Regions from separate parts of the Mus musculus genome. Here all the other regions are linked to region 1. The links are chromatin contacts, called in public Hi-C maps. All regions are on one chromosome and are shown on one strand. Each heading gives the region's core, a stretch centred on a gene start, on an enhancer-like site or on the middle of the called end of the contact. The rest is flanking DNA. Distances are from core to core; before and after follow the strand shown. Region 1 has its middle 43 kb from the start of 9930014A18Rik. Region 2 has its middle 41 kb from the start of Gm36819. Region 3 has its middle 64 kb from the start of Gm36819.

Evidence for each region. A called contact is a pair of places that touch in the nucleus more often than the background predicts.
Region 2: a Hi-C map of bone marrow-derived macrophages shows a contact between it and region 1, with 11 read pairs. The contact joins two enhancer-like sites.
Region 3: a contact with region 1 is called in a Hi-C map of bone marrow-derived macrophages, with 10 read pairs. The contact joins two enhancer-like sites.

What each region holds. Positions count from the first base shown.
Region 1 is chr15:60,777,717-60,781,503 of GRCm38.p6, reverse strand. No RefSeq gene overlaps it. Among named protein-coding and RNA genes, the nearest start is that of 9930014A18Rik, 43 kb to the left of the region's middle. Within about 2 kb of position 2,158, at least 70 of the 459 cell types and tissues checked have an H3K27ac peak or open chromatin away from gene starts, as enhancers often do. A contact at or near this core is called in bone marrow-derived macrophages, where this site is marked.
Region 2 is chr15:59,862,762-59,866,548 of GRCm38.p6, reverse strand. No RefSeq gene overlaps it. Among named protein-coding and RNA genes, the nearest start is that of Gm36819, 41 kb to the right of the region's middle. Within about 2 kb of position 1,683, at least 47 of the 459 cell types and tissues checked have an H3K27ac peak or open chromatin away from gene starts, as enhancers often do. A contact at or near this core is called in bone marrow-derived macrophages, where this site is marked.
Region 3 is chr15:59,885,874-59,889,660 of GRCm38.p6, reverse strand. No RefSeq gene overlaps it. Among named protein-coding and RNA genes, the nearest start is that of Gm36819, 64 kb to the right of the region's middle. Within about 2 kb of position 1,625, at least 38 of the 459 cell types and tissues checked have an H3K27ac peak or open chromatin away from gene starts, as enhancers often do. A contact at or near this core is called in bone marrow-derived macrophages, where this site is marked.

The DNA of each region.
Region 1 (3,787 bases), core at 909-3,408:
TCAGGTAATGAGATGTTGGGAAGAACCTCATCAGGACCAAGAGCAGAAGGTTCTGGAGGTAGCCCAGTGTGGACTATATGCGCTTGCCTTTAATCTGATGGCTTTGGAAAGAGTTAACCATTTACAGTCAGCCTTCCTGCCCCTGTCTCTGTTTAACCCCATGGTTCAATTGTGTCTAATCATCAAAATGACTGTAGTTCTTCAGAGACGCAACTCAAAACCTTTTAATTACTTCTCTGCTATATATTATGTACCTATAGTAATACAAATGGGTACTGTGACCCTCATCAATTGATCCTTCAAAAGAGGGAGGGATTATTAAGAATGTTGGTTTCCGTTCCAGAGTCTGGCTTCTAGCTTGTGCATTAAGTCTCTTCTACAGACTTTCCATGTCCCAAAGCTCCTGAATGATCATGCTCGGCTAGAGTTTCAAGTTTGCATCCCCATCAGCACCGCCTCCTCTTCTTGTTCTGTTTCCACACCACACCTCTCAGTCCACATAGCCTTCCCCACTGAGTCACATGCACTTGAACCCAGAGCCTCAAGTGCTGTCTTGTAGGTACTTCCTAAGACAGAAAGCAAAAAACTTCTGTTGTATCCTTCCTCTATGCCAAAGGAGAATCAAGACCTTCTTTTTATCAGTATTTGAAGGGACATTCAGTCTTACTTTCTTTTTCATTGCTGTTATACAATTACCCATCCAAAGCAACACAAGGAAGAAGGGGTGTATTTTGTCTCACAGTTTGAGGTTGTGCTACGTTGTAGAAGTCACAGTGGCAGGAGCATGAGACCCCTGTTCACATTGTGCTCACAGCCAGGAAGCATAGAGCAGAGAATGAATGACTTCTGATGCTTGGCTTGCTTTCTCTACTTCAATCCAGGACTCAAAGAAACAGTCCTATCACAATTTTTGAACCCAACTGGTTTTTTTGTTTTGTTTTGTTTTGTTTTGTTTGTTTGTTTTTGTTGTTGTTTTGGTTTTGGGTTTTGTTTTGTTTTGTTTGTTTTTGTTTTTGTTTTTGTTTTTGTTTTTTTTGAGACAGGGCTTCTCTGTATAGCCCTGGCTGTCCTGGAACTCACTCTGTAGACCAGGCTGGTCTCGAACTCAGAGATCCTCCTGCCTCTGCCTCCCAAGTGCTGGGATTAAAGGCGTAAACCACCACACCCGACTTTAACCCAACTGTTAAACCAGCTCTCTGAGGCTACCCCAGGGCCCCATCTCTCAAGATCTGTCAGAGCCAGTCAAGGTGGCTACTAACACGATCACATTTACGTTTCAAGTTTAGCTCTCTCGAATGCATTGACAAATATAGAACATATCCGTAAAGTATCTGTGGATACATCACATAGATATTACAAAACGAAGATGAATCTGTGTGTGCCTTTGCTATTTAGAATGAAGAAGAACTTTGTGAACTTGGCAGACAACACATGTGACTGCCCCCTCCTAGATTTGCAACAGATCTGTTAAGTGTCCCAAATCTAAATTTTCTTTCTGTAGCCAAAGGGTCAGACAACATAGTGCTGCTCAGATGAAATAAAAGTGTAAATGTGTATCAGGACTTTAAGAGCAAATCATTATTGTGAAACCCTCATGTGACACAAGCACACTGTTTTCATCAGGCTATGAGTCACTTCCTATTTCAGATCCAACTCTACAAGCTAATCCTTTAGCTTATTCAAACACCAAAGACCAAAACCTACTCTACCTTATTTTTGTCTTCCAAGCACCTTGAAATCAGTAACAATGCACAAAACAAACTTCCTTGTTGGCTGCTAGCTGAGTTCTGTTTGGAGAGTGTACTGGCTGGTATTGTGTGTCAACTTGACACAGGCTGGAGTTACCACAGAGAAAGGAGCTTCAGTTGAGGAAATGCCTCCATGAGATCCAGCTGTAAAGTGTTTTCTCAATTAGTGATCAAGGGCGGAGGGCCCATTGTGGGTGGTTCCATTCCTGGGCTGGTAATCTTGGGTTCTATAAGAAAGCAATCTGAGCAAACCAGGGGAAGCAAGCCAGTAAGTAACATCCCTCCATGGTCTCTACATCAGGTCCTGCTTCCTGACCTGCTTGAGTTGTGCCCCAAGTCCACAGGAAACCCAGATGAGACCAAGAATTTTGAAGTCCGCTGCAACTTGCAAAAGAGTCTTTTATTGTTTGAAATTCAAACTCAGATTGTCTGCCTCACACTCAACACGAGAATGACTCACCACGAGAATGCTGGCAAGCAACCCTGAGTCCAGAAAACATTGGGTTTATATACAGTATAGTTAGGAATAGTGTGAATGCTCACAGAAAAGGGTAGTAGAGGGCTATAATCATTTGGTGGAATAGTACTGAGGCAGGAGGTAGGGTTAATGAGTGTCTGTTCGGGGACTAATTTTATGGCCAGTTGTAACTGTCTGTGACCTGACCTCTGATCTACCTTGAGTTTGTTATTTCTCTAAGGTCTCAAGGACAGGCACCTGGAGAGTTCTGCTGCTTATCAGGAGGAGGGTTGGTTTTTGGAGACTCATATGAGGGAGGATGTCGTATGCTATCTCCTCAGAATGTTCTCATTAAGGGTAGTGCCATTCTAATGCTAGGGGAAAGAGAGGGAGCCTAGGCTTGCTGCAGGAGGACACAGCACAGAAACCAGCTGTCTGCTTAGTGTGCTTGCTGCAGGCTGAAGTGAGGATGGGAGCTTCTATTGGGGGTGGGGGAGTGAGGGGTTGGGGGAGTGAGGGGAAACTGTCTGTAAACAACACTGAAGTCTCTCTAGTATCAGTAATTCAGGTGTTACAACAGGGTTCCAGTCCTGACTTCCTTTGGTGATGAACAGCAACATGGAAATGTAAGCTGAATAAACCCTTTCCTCCCCAACTTGCTTCTTGGTCATGATGTTTATGCAGGAATAGAAACCCTGACTAAGACAGAGAGGAAGGTCAATGGTAGCTGACCTAGAAGGGAATGTAGATTATGGTTCTATTGACACAGGAAACCAATAAACATTGTCTGGGGTCCTTGGAGTCTTCTAACTGCCACAAACTGGGTCTGTTCATCCTAAAAGACAGAATGTGGATAGCACATGTGGGAAGTGGAATGGACTTGCATTTGTTAAAACTGGCTATGGATATATGGTGTATGAAATTTTATAAAAGTATAAAATATTTTAAAACAAAAATAAAAAAACATAGAAATACTACATACTGTGAAATAAGCTATGTTTGGTAGAATGCATATTATGGTATCATTTGCTCAAATTCATACCTGCACACTCTATATATTCATATGTATATTTACATAATATTTGTAAATTTACTTCACATTTATATGCATTCTACACATGTGATTCTAAAAGAATTTTATCAGCTTACATGGTACCTTCCCAAGTTAGATTCATAACCTCAGACCTTTGATAAGTTCAAGACTAGTTTTAAATGTGTGGCTAGCATAGACTATCTTTTCCTGTAGGGTATGGTCTTAGTTAGGATTTTACTGCCTGTACTCCCAGCCTCTGGGAGGCTGAGACAGGAGGATCAGGGGTTTAAGATCATTTTTATCTAATTATCAAATTGGAAGGTGGTTGGTGTTATATGAGACCCTAATTCAAAAACAACAAGGAAACAAAATAAACACAAATAAAAAGCCAAAAGCTAAAAACAAACAAACAAACAAAAACAAAAAACAAAACATTTCACTTGCCCTTCTATTCAAAGACTAAAAAAGAGTATGTGGTCCTTGGGCCTTAGAGCCTTAAAGACCTACATGAAGAAACTATCCGTCTCACATGGGCCTCAAACAATTGTA
Region 2 (3,787 bases), core at 434-2,933, 910 kb after region 1:
TTTCAGCGCCCCGCTCGGCTCCGCTCCCGCCCACCCAACTCCACTCTACCCCACTAGCCCCACCCCCACCCCACCCCCGATCCAGCGCTTTTCCCAACTGCCCTACAGGTCGGCTTTCTCCCAATCAAGGACACAGCCCATATCTTTTTTTATTTGTTCCCCCAAAGCCAGGAGCCTGGCTGGAACTTTTCAAAATAATCTAGGTTATTTAAAGGATGGTGAGGGTTCTGGGCGGGGACTTCAGTCATCTAAATTTAGCCTAGAAAATGCCCACAGTGGTACATGATGATTAAACACATTGTGCAAAAATAAAAGAAGAAGATCTGGCAAGGCAAGAGTGACATATCAAAAATCTAAGTACTTAAAAGATGCAGTCGCTCGATGTGTGCTTTCTCCACCACACCAGAGATCACTAGTGTGAACACCATAGGCCATCTGGGCCAGAATGGCTGAGAGGACCTTAAAACACCTCCCTCACAGCTGTGGTTATGATTGGTACAACACCGTGTGAAGAAAGAAAGCGTCTTGTGGCCATCGCACTAGCACAAGCTCTGACACGTTAAGAGCAATGGCACCTTCAACAAGTCACATAGGCTCTCTGGACCTCAGTTTCCTCATCTGAAAACTTGGCCTCCCTGTTTTAGTGCACACCCATATGATGAGGTGATTAAGGTTGTGGGGCGTCAACAAAGGCACCTAGAAAGTGCAAACGTCTCCATCCTTAGATGATTTGTTCCCCCCCCCCCAAAAAAATCACACAGAAAGGTGAAGGGCATCTGTCAGCGTCACTGAAGGAAAAGTTCTGAATTCTGAAAAATTTAGATCAGTAGTTCTCAACCTATGGGTGGCAAGCCCTGTGGGGACCGAACATCCCTTTCACAGGGGTCGCACACCAGATATCCTGCACATTACAAGTCATAACAGTAGAAAATTACAGCTACAAAGTAGCGACACAAATAATGTTGTGGTTGGGATCAGCACAACATGAGGAGCTGAATTGACGGTCACAGCACTAGGAAGGGTGAGAACCACTGCTCTAGATGGACAGAAGGCAGTCAAATGAGTCTCCTGAGTTTCTATGCTGGGTTTTTACATCACTGTTGCTCCTCAGAAACCATCACCAAGAGCTGCTGTTAGAACTGTCAACTGCTGGGAGTCTGACATCAAGGATGCTCGGGTGACTGAGGAGATGAATAACTTGATCTTGCTCAAGCAGCTAAGCTCCGGGAAGGGAACTATGGTTGCTTATAATGGCCACCAGGGGGAGACAAATAGGGCTACGCGGGGGGAAAAAAGAGTTCTTAACTGCGGTGGTCCGCACTATCCACACGTTTTCTCTCAAGTTATTTCCTTTCTTATAAATGTCTGCCTCTAGCCCTTTACCAATTGTCAGATTCTCAGATGCCTTCTCAGTGTAAGCAGCGCAACCCCCAAGGATGAGAGAGCTAAGAGCACAAACACTGCACTGCTGACCTGAGATTAGCTTTGGCTGGTACCGGCTAACTACCTCCCCTGATTTCCACCCTGTTTGCCAGCACGCCCCTCCAGTCTATGACTTCCAGTTAGACTTCCAAGCGTACAATCTCCCTCTACTGCTTGCACAATGGCAGAAGCTTCTAGACGCTCCCCAAGCCTGTTTCCTCTTTTCCCCAAGCACGCGAGACCACATCTCTGGATCTCCCTTGCAGTTAGTTCAGTAGGATGCTGACCGATGGGTGCTGTCACAGCCTCTGACCTATTGCCACACTCTCTCTTCCCCTTCCACGATGACTTCAACAGCTCCTTAGTTAACGACGTTCACAAAATGGAAGGGTCCTCAAGTCGCTGTTTGTTGAGAAGACACGCTCCCCATAACAACACGATTCGCATCAAAGCTTAAGTAACTGTTCAGCCACCGAGAATGAAGGGATGTTAGCAACGGAATGTAGAGTTTACCACTTAGTCTCACCAGCCATAGCCCCTGGCTTACCCAATTCTCATCATGTGACAAGCACTGCTACTAACACAGCTATTACTGGTACAGTCGCTGTTCAATGGTATTTTAGTAATAGTGTTACCTGGTAAAGACCCAAGGACCACTCACCCGGCATGACCAAAATTTGAATTGGGAGTCTGTATTGAGCAGGCTGGGGACGGCCTGAAGAGAAACGCTTCCCAAAAGGCAGCCCTGAAAGCGCATTGCAGGGAGCTTTCAAAATTAAAGAACACAGAAAAACTATATCCTGGTTTGCCAGCAGGGAAGCAAGTTTAACAAGCAGTTTACCAAGAGTCAAGAGCATGCCGTTAGCTAGGGCATTTCAACCCCGAGTTTCTAAAACAAGGTTGGGTGCTTTCCCACGGGACTTCTAATAGCAGGGGGTGAGGGAGCCAAAGATGGCTTCAGCTGGGACAAGATGGAGAAGCTTTCTCACCTTCACAATAGAACGACATTATAAAGGCATCAATAATTAGTTCTTGACCCTGTGAAGCACCTACCTTGTTAATCCATTGGGATCCATGGATTTTCCAGGGTCATTTCTGTGAATACTCAAGTCTTTTTATTTTTATTAATTATTCTATTTGTCTGCATTTCAAATGATATCCCACTTCCCAGCTACCCCTCCACAAATGCCCCTCCCACATCCACCCTCTCCTGCCTCTCCTTTGCCTCTATGAGGGTGCTCCTCACCTACTCTTGCCCGACCACTCCAGCATTCCCCTATGCTGGAACATCAAACTTCCACAGGCCCAAGGGCCTCCCCGCCCATTGATGTCAGACAAGGCCATCCTCTGTTACATATGTATCTGGAGTCATGGATCCCTCCCTGTACACTCCTTGGCTGGTGGTCTAGTCCCTGGGATTACTGGGTGGTCCAGCCAGCCAACACTCTTCTTCCTATGGGGTTGCAATCCCTCTCCACCCCTCCAGTCCTTCCACCAGCAAACTCACTGGGACAGCTCAGTGGTTGGCTCAGTCTGATGGTTGGTTCCAAGCATCCACTTCTGCATTGGCCAGTTCTTGGCTGAACCTCCCAGGGAACAGCCACACCAGGCTCCTGTCAAACAAGTGCCTCTTGGCACCAGCAACAGTGTCTTGAGCTTGGTGTCTGCAGACAGGATGGATCCCCTCATGGGGTAGTCCCCAGATGGCCCTTTCTTCAGTGTCTGTTCCATTTTTGGCTTTTTGGTTTTTTGGGTTTTTTTGGTTTTTTGGTTTGGTTTGGGTTGGGTTGGGGTTTTTTTGTTTGTTTGTTTGGTTTGTTTTGTTTGTTTTGTTTTTTTGTTTTGTTTTGGTTTTTTTTGGCCCTGTCTTTCCTTTGGACAGGAACATTTCTGGGTTAAAAACTTTGAGATGGGTGGGTGGCCCCGTCCCTTGACTGGGTGTCATGCCTATCCACTGGAGATGTCCTCTACAGGTTCCATCTCCCCTTCACTGAACGAATTTTGGCTAAATGCTAAGTCTTTATATAATGATAATACATTTGCATATGACCTGTGCACATTCTCCTGTGACCCTTAAGTCACTTCTGGATTGTTCATCACACCTAACTCACTGTCACAATGACACTTTCACAGTTTTGAAAAAATTGACATTCATTACAGATGCAATTTTTCCTGGATTTTTTTTGTTTGTTTGTACTATCTGAGCATTTTGAATTCACAGAAGCCATGGATTCAGAGGGCTGCCTGTAGTGGTGGACTCCGGGGATACAGCGAGACCACTCAAGAGGATCACGTGTCTGATTTGTGTGACAGTCTGCACACACCAGATGTTGAATACAAAGAATGGTGACATTGTTGGAATGCA
Region 3 (3,787 bases), core at 376-2,875, 890 kb after region 1:
TCCCCATCTAATGACATAATAATGGGGGTGTGTAGCTTTTAGACCATAAGGCACAACTGGAGAAAGGGCATAGAGCCCAACTGGCCGGCTTAGGGCCTTAGAGGTAGGCCTTATGGGTTGTAGGCCACTCCACTTCGGTCCTGGCGCTTTGCTTCCTGATTGATGCCATGTGAGGTGTCTTTACCTTTTAGCAATAGGTAAGTTCCTATCACCATGGCTGCAGGTGACCCTACCTGTGTCCCTTCTGTGCCATAATGGAAGACATCCCCTGATCCATGAGACAAAATACATCTCTCCTCTCTCAAATGGCTTCTATAAAGTATTTGTGACAGCAACATAAGAATAATTAATATGGGCCATGGTTGGGCTCACAGGCTTTCATAGTCTACTGGCAACTGTTCTAGATCATCAGCGTGAGCTAACATCAGAAAAAGAGAGGGGCCAGCAAGAAGGCTGAATGAAAGTGCTTGCTGCCAAGCCTGACAAACTGAATTACATTCCTGGGACCAACACAGTGGATAAAGAGAACTGACTCTGGCACATCCTCTGATCATGTGAATGATCATTGATGATTCATTGGCCTGTGAATGCACACAAGAAAGAGAAAGAAATGTAAGACGGAAAGAAGGAAGGAAGGAAGGAAGGAAGGAAGGAAGGAAGGAAGGAAGGAAAGAAGGAAAGAAGGAAGGAAAGAAGGAAGGAAGGAAAGAAGGAGGGAAGGAAGGAAAGAAGATAGGAAAGAAGGAAGGAAGGAAGGAAGGAAGGAAGGAAGGAAGGAAGGGAAGGAAAAATTCCTTCTAAAGAGAAAGCCAAATAATGAATGAATGACCAAGCACTTTCAAGCACAATAAAACTCATGAAGAAAGAAAGAAAGAAAGAAAGAAAGAAAGAAAGAAAGAAAGAAAGAAAGAAAGAAGGAAGGAAGGAAGGAAAGAGAGAGAAAGAAGGAAAGAGAGAAAGAAAGAAAATGAAATCATATTCTGTGATCTTTGCCATGTTTGTAAAGATCAAAGGATAAATCAAAATGGAAATTAGAAAATATTTTGAACTAAATGATTATAAAGACACAAATTCACCTAACATGATATTTAGACAGAAATTACAGCCTTTAATATTATATTAGAAAAAGAAGAACGATTGAAAGTTAATGAGCTCAACTTGCAATCACTTCGGGAAAGGACAAAATAAATCCAAAGAACACAGAGGGAAATATATAATAAAGATGAGAGGATGCTACTAAATTGGAAGCCAAACACAAAACAGGATAAAGGAAAGCCAAAAGCTGATTATTTGAAAAGAGCAATAAAACAGACCCAGCAGGAGCCCAGGGAGACCCACACTGCAAGCAGGCAGGATAGCAGGAACCAGGACTTTACACATAACAAATGCTGGGAATGACACTGCAGAGATTAGAGAGGAAGCTAAGTTTCTGTTAACTATGGCAAAGGGCTGGGGGTTTACTCTGCCGGTCTCTGCCCTATTTTGTGCTTCATTTTCAGAATACGCTTTTCACACCTGACTCTGGGTCCTCCACTGAACTCACACACACTCCAGACTGACAGATCATCTCATCCCAGTGTCATGGGGGAAAGCAAACCTTTAAGGGAGCGATCCCTGGTGTGACTCACATCCGCAGATTCACTTCCCCAATCTGCCTTGCACCCATTTTGTTGCAAACCCTACTCCCTACAGCCATGGTTAGCTGCCTCTTCCTGGCCTTGCTTTTTGGAACAACTGTTTTCTCTGCTTCTTCTTTTCCCAGGCTTCTCCCTGCAGGTCTTTTCTGTCCCACCAGCAACCTCATTAACATACACAGGAACCTGTGCCACCGCCTTTTAACCCAGCTCCCAGTCCTTCTGTCATTTCCCCTCAGATCTCCAAGGCAACCACAGACAATTTAACTTCCTTTTTAAAAATTAAAGAGACCAAAAAAAAAAATCATTCTACATTCCAAAAACATCTACAGCTCCCTCCCATCTGTCAGCATAAGACTCAAGCTAATGCCATCCAGAGTTTAGCTTCCCACTTAACCCCTGACCCCATCCCTGCTCCTGTCTATTTCCTCCCCAGGACATGGCCTTCATGTGGACATGCTCACTGCAACTCTCCTCCTCCTCTCTCACTAAGGACTTCTATTCACTCAACTCCTCTCTCAGACGCTCCTGAACTTCCTGTTCCACAAAGGATCAGGGCTTCTCTTGGGAGCACTTTATGAGTGACTTCTTCGAGTAATAAGTCTTTCTTTCATCAAATAACTGATAGGTATTTGTACCTGAAGACCTTTATTAGAACAGAGTCACAAGCTGATCTAGACAGATATAAAATATAATAAACAATTAATATATCATATGTATTAATATAATTAATTGGTTTGTAATATACTGTATATGTAAGTATATATGCTATTAATATAGATAGTAGCTGTCTTGGTCAGGGTTTCTATTCCTGCACAAAACATCATGGCCAAGAAGCAAGTTGGGGAGGAAAGGGTTTATTCAGCTTACACTTCCACATTGCTGTTCAGCACCAAAGGTAGTCAGGACAGGAACTGACACGGGGTAGGAACTTGGAGGCAGGAATGGATGCAGAAGTCATGGAGGGGTGCTGCTTACTGACTTGCTTCCCCTGGCTTGCTCAGCTTGCTCTTTTATAGAACCCAGGACTATCAGCCCAGAGATGGCATCACCCACAATGGGCCCTTCCACCTTGATCACTAATTGAGAAAATGCTTTACAGCTGGATCTCATGGAGGCATTTTCTCAAGGGAGGTTCCTTTCTCTGTGAGAACTCCAACTTGTGTCAAGTTGACACAAAACCAGCCAATACAGTAACCAAGAACCAGTAACAGTTCAAATGAATGGAGCAGGCAGATATATTGTGGCCTATGGAATAAATCACTGTAACAGTGAGACTAGGCAAGCTACCATAACTCTGTGTGTGTGTGTGTGTGTGTGTGTGTGTGTGTGTGTGTGTGTGTGTGTGTGTAAGAGAGAGAGACAGAGACAGAGACAGAGAGACAGAGACAGGAACAGAGATATAGAGACAGACAGAGACAGAGAGACAGAAAGACTCCATCCACACAAAGTTAGAAGCTAGCCTTCATGTCTGGAGGTTATTACTATAGTTTCCACAAGTAAAACAAGAAGAAAATTTGGTGGTCTGACTAAGGTATTATCAAATCTGGGAAACTGATAATTCCACTTCCTAGTCCTGATGGCAAGGCTTATTCCCTTGGGAAATATTCATGAGTGTGTTCACACTTACAGGTCATGCACTTTGCTGGAAAAAAAAAAAGAGAGTGCAGGAAACACCTACTAAGTGCTAGGCCCAGCATAGGGAACGTAGGAAACCTAGAAAAAGCAGGGCCTTCAGTAGTTGGAAGTCCAGCCCCCAAAGGAAAAGAGCAACCACATGGTCATTACATCACTGTGAGACAGAGTTGGGCAAGGTGAATAAAAGCCTCGCTTCTGCTCTCTGACCCATGATGTCCTGTCTGTGAAAGTGTTTTCTCCTTCATTGAGGAGACTGAAGATCCAGATGTTATCCCCAATATAGCATAGGTGGACATGACTTGAGACATAAAAATGCTTGACTCTGAATCCACTTTTCAGTGATGGCCTTCTGGGAAAGTTCTCAAGACAGCGGCTTCTCACTTCCTGTATTTCCACCCACACATAAGCATGCACACACATGCACATACAATTTATGGCTCTTTGGACTGAAATATCAGTAAATAATAATAACAACAACAATAACTCAACGGCATCCTTAGTCATGGTTTCTCATC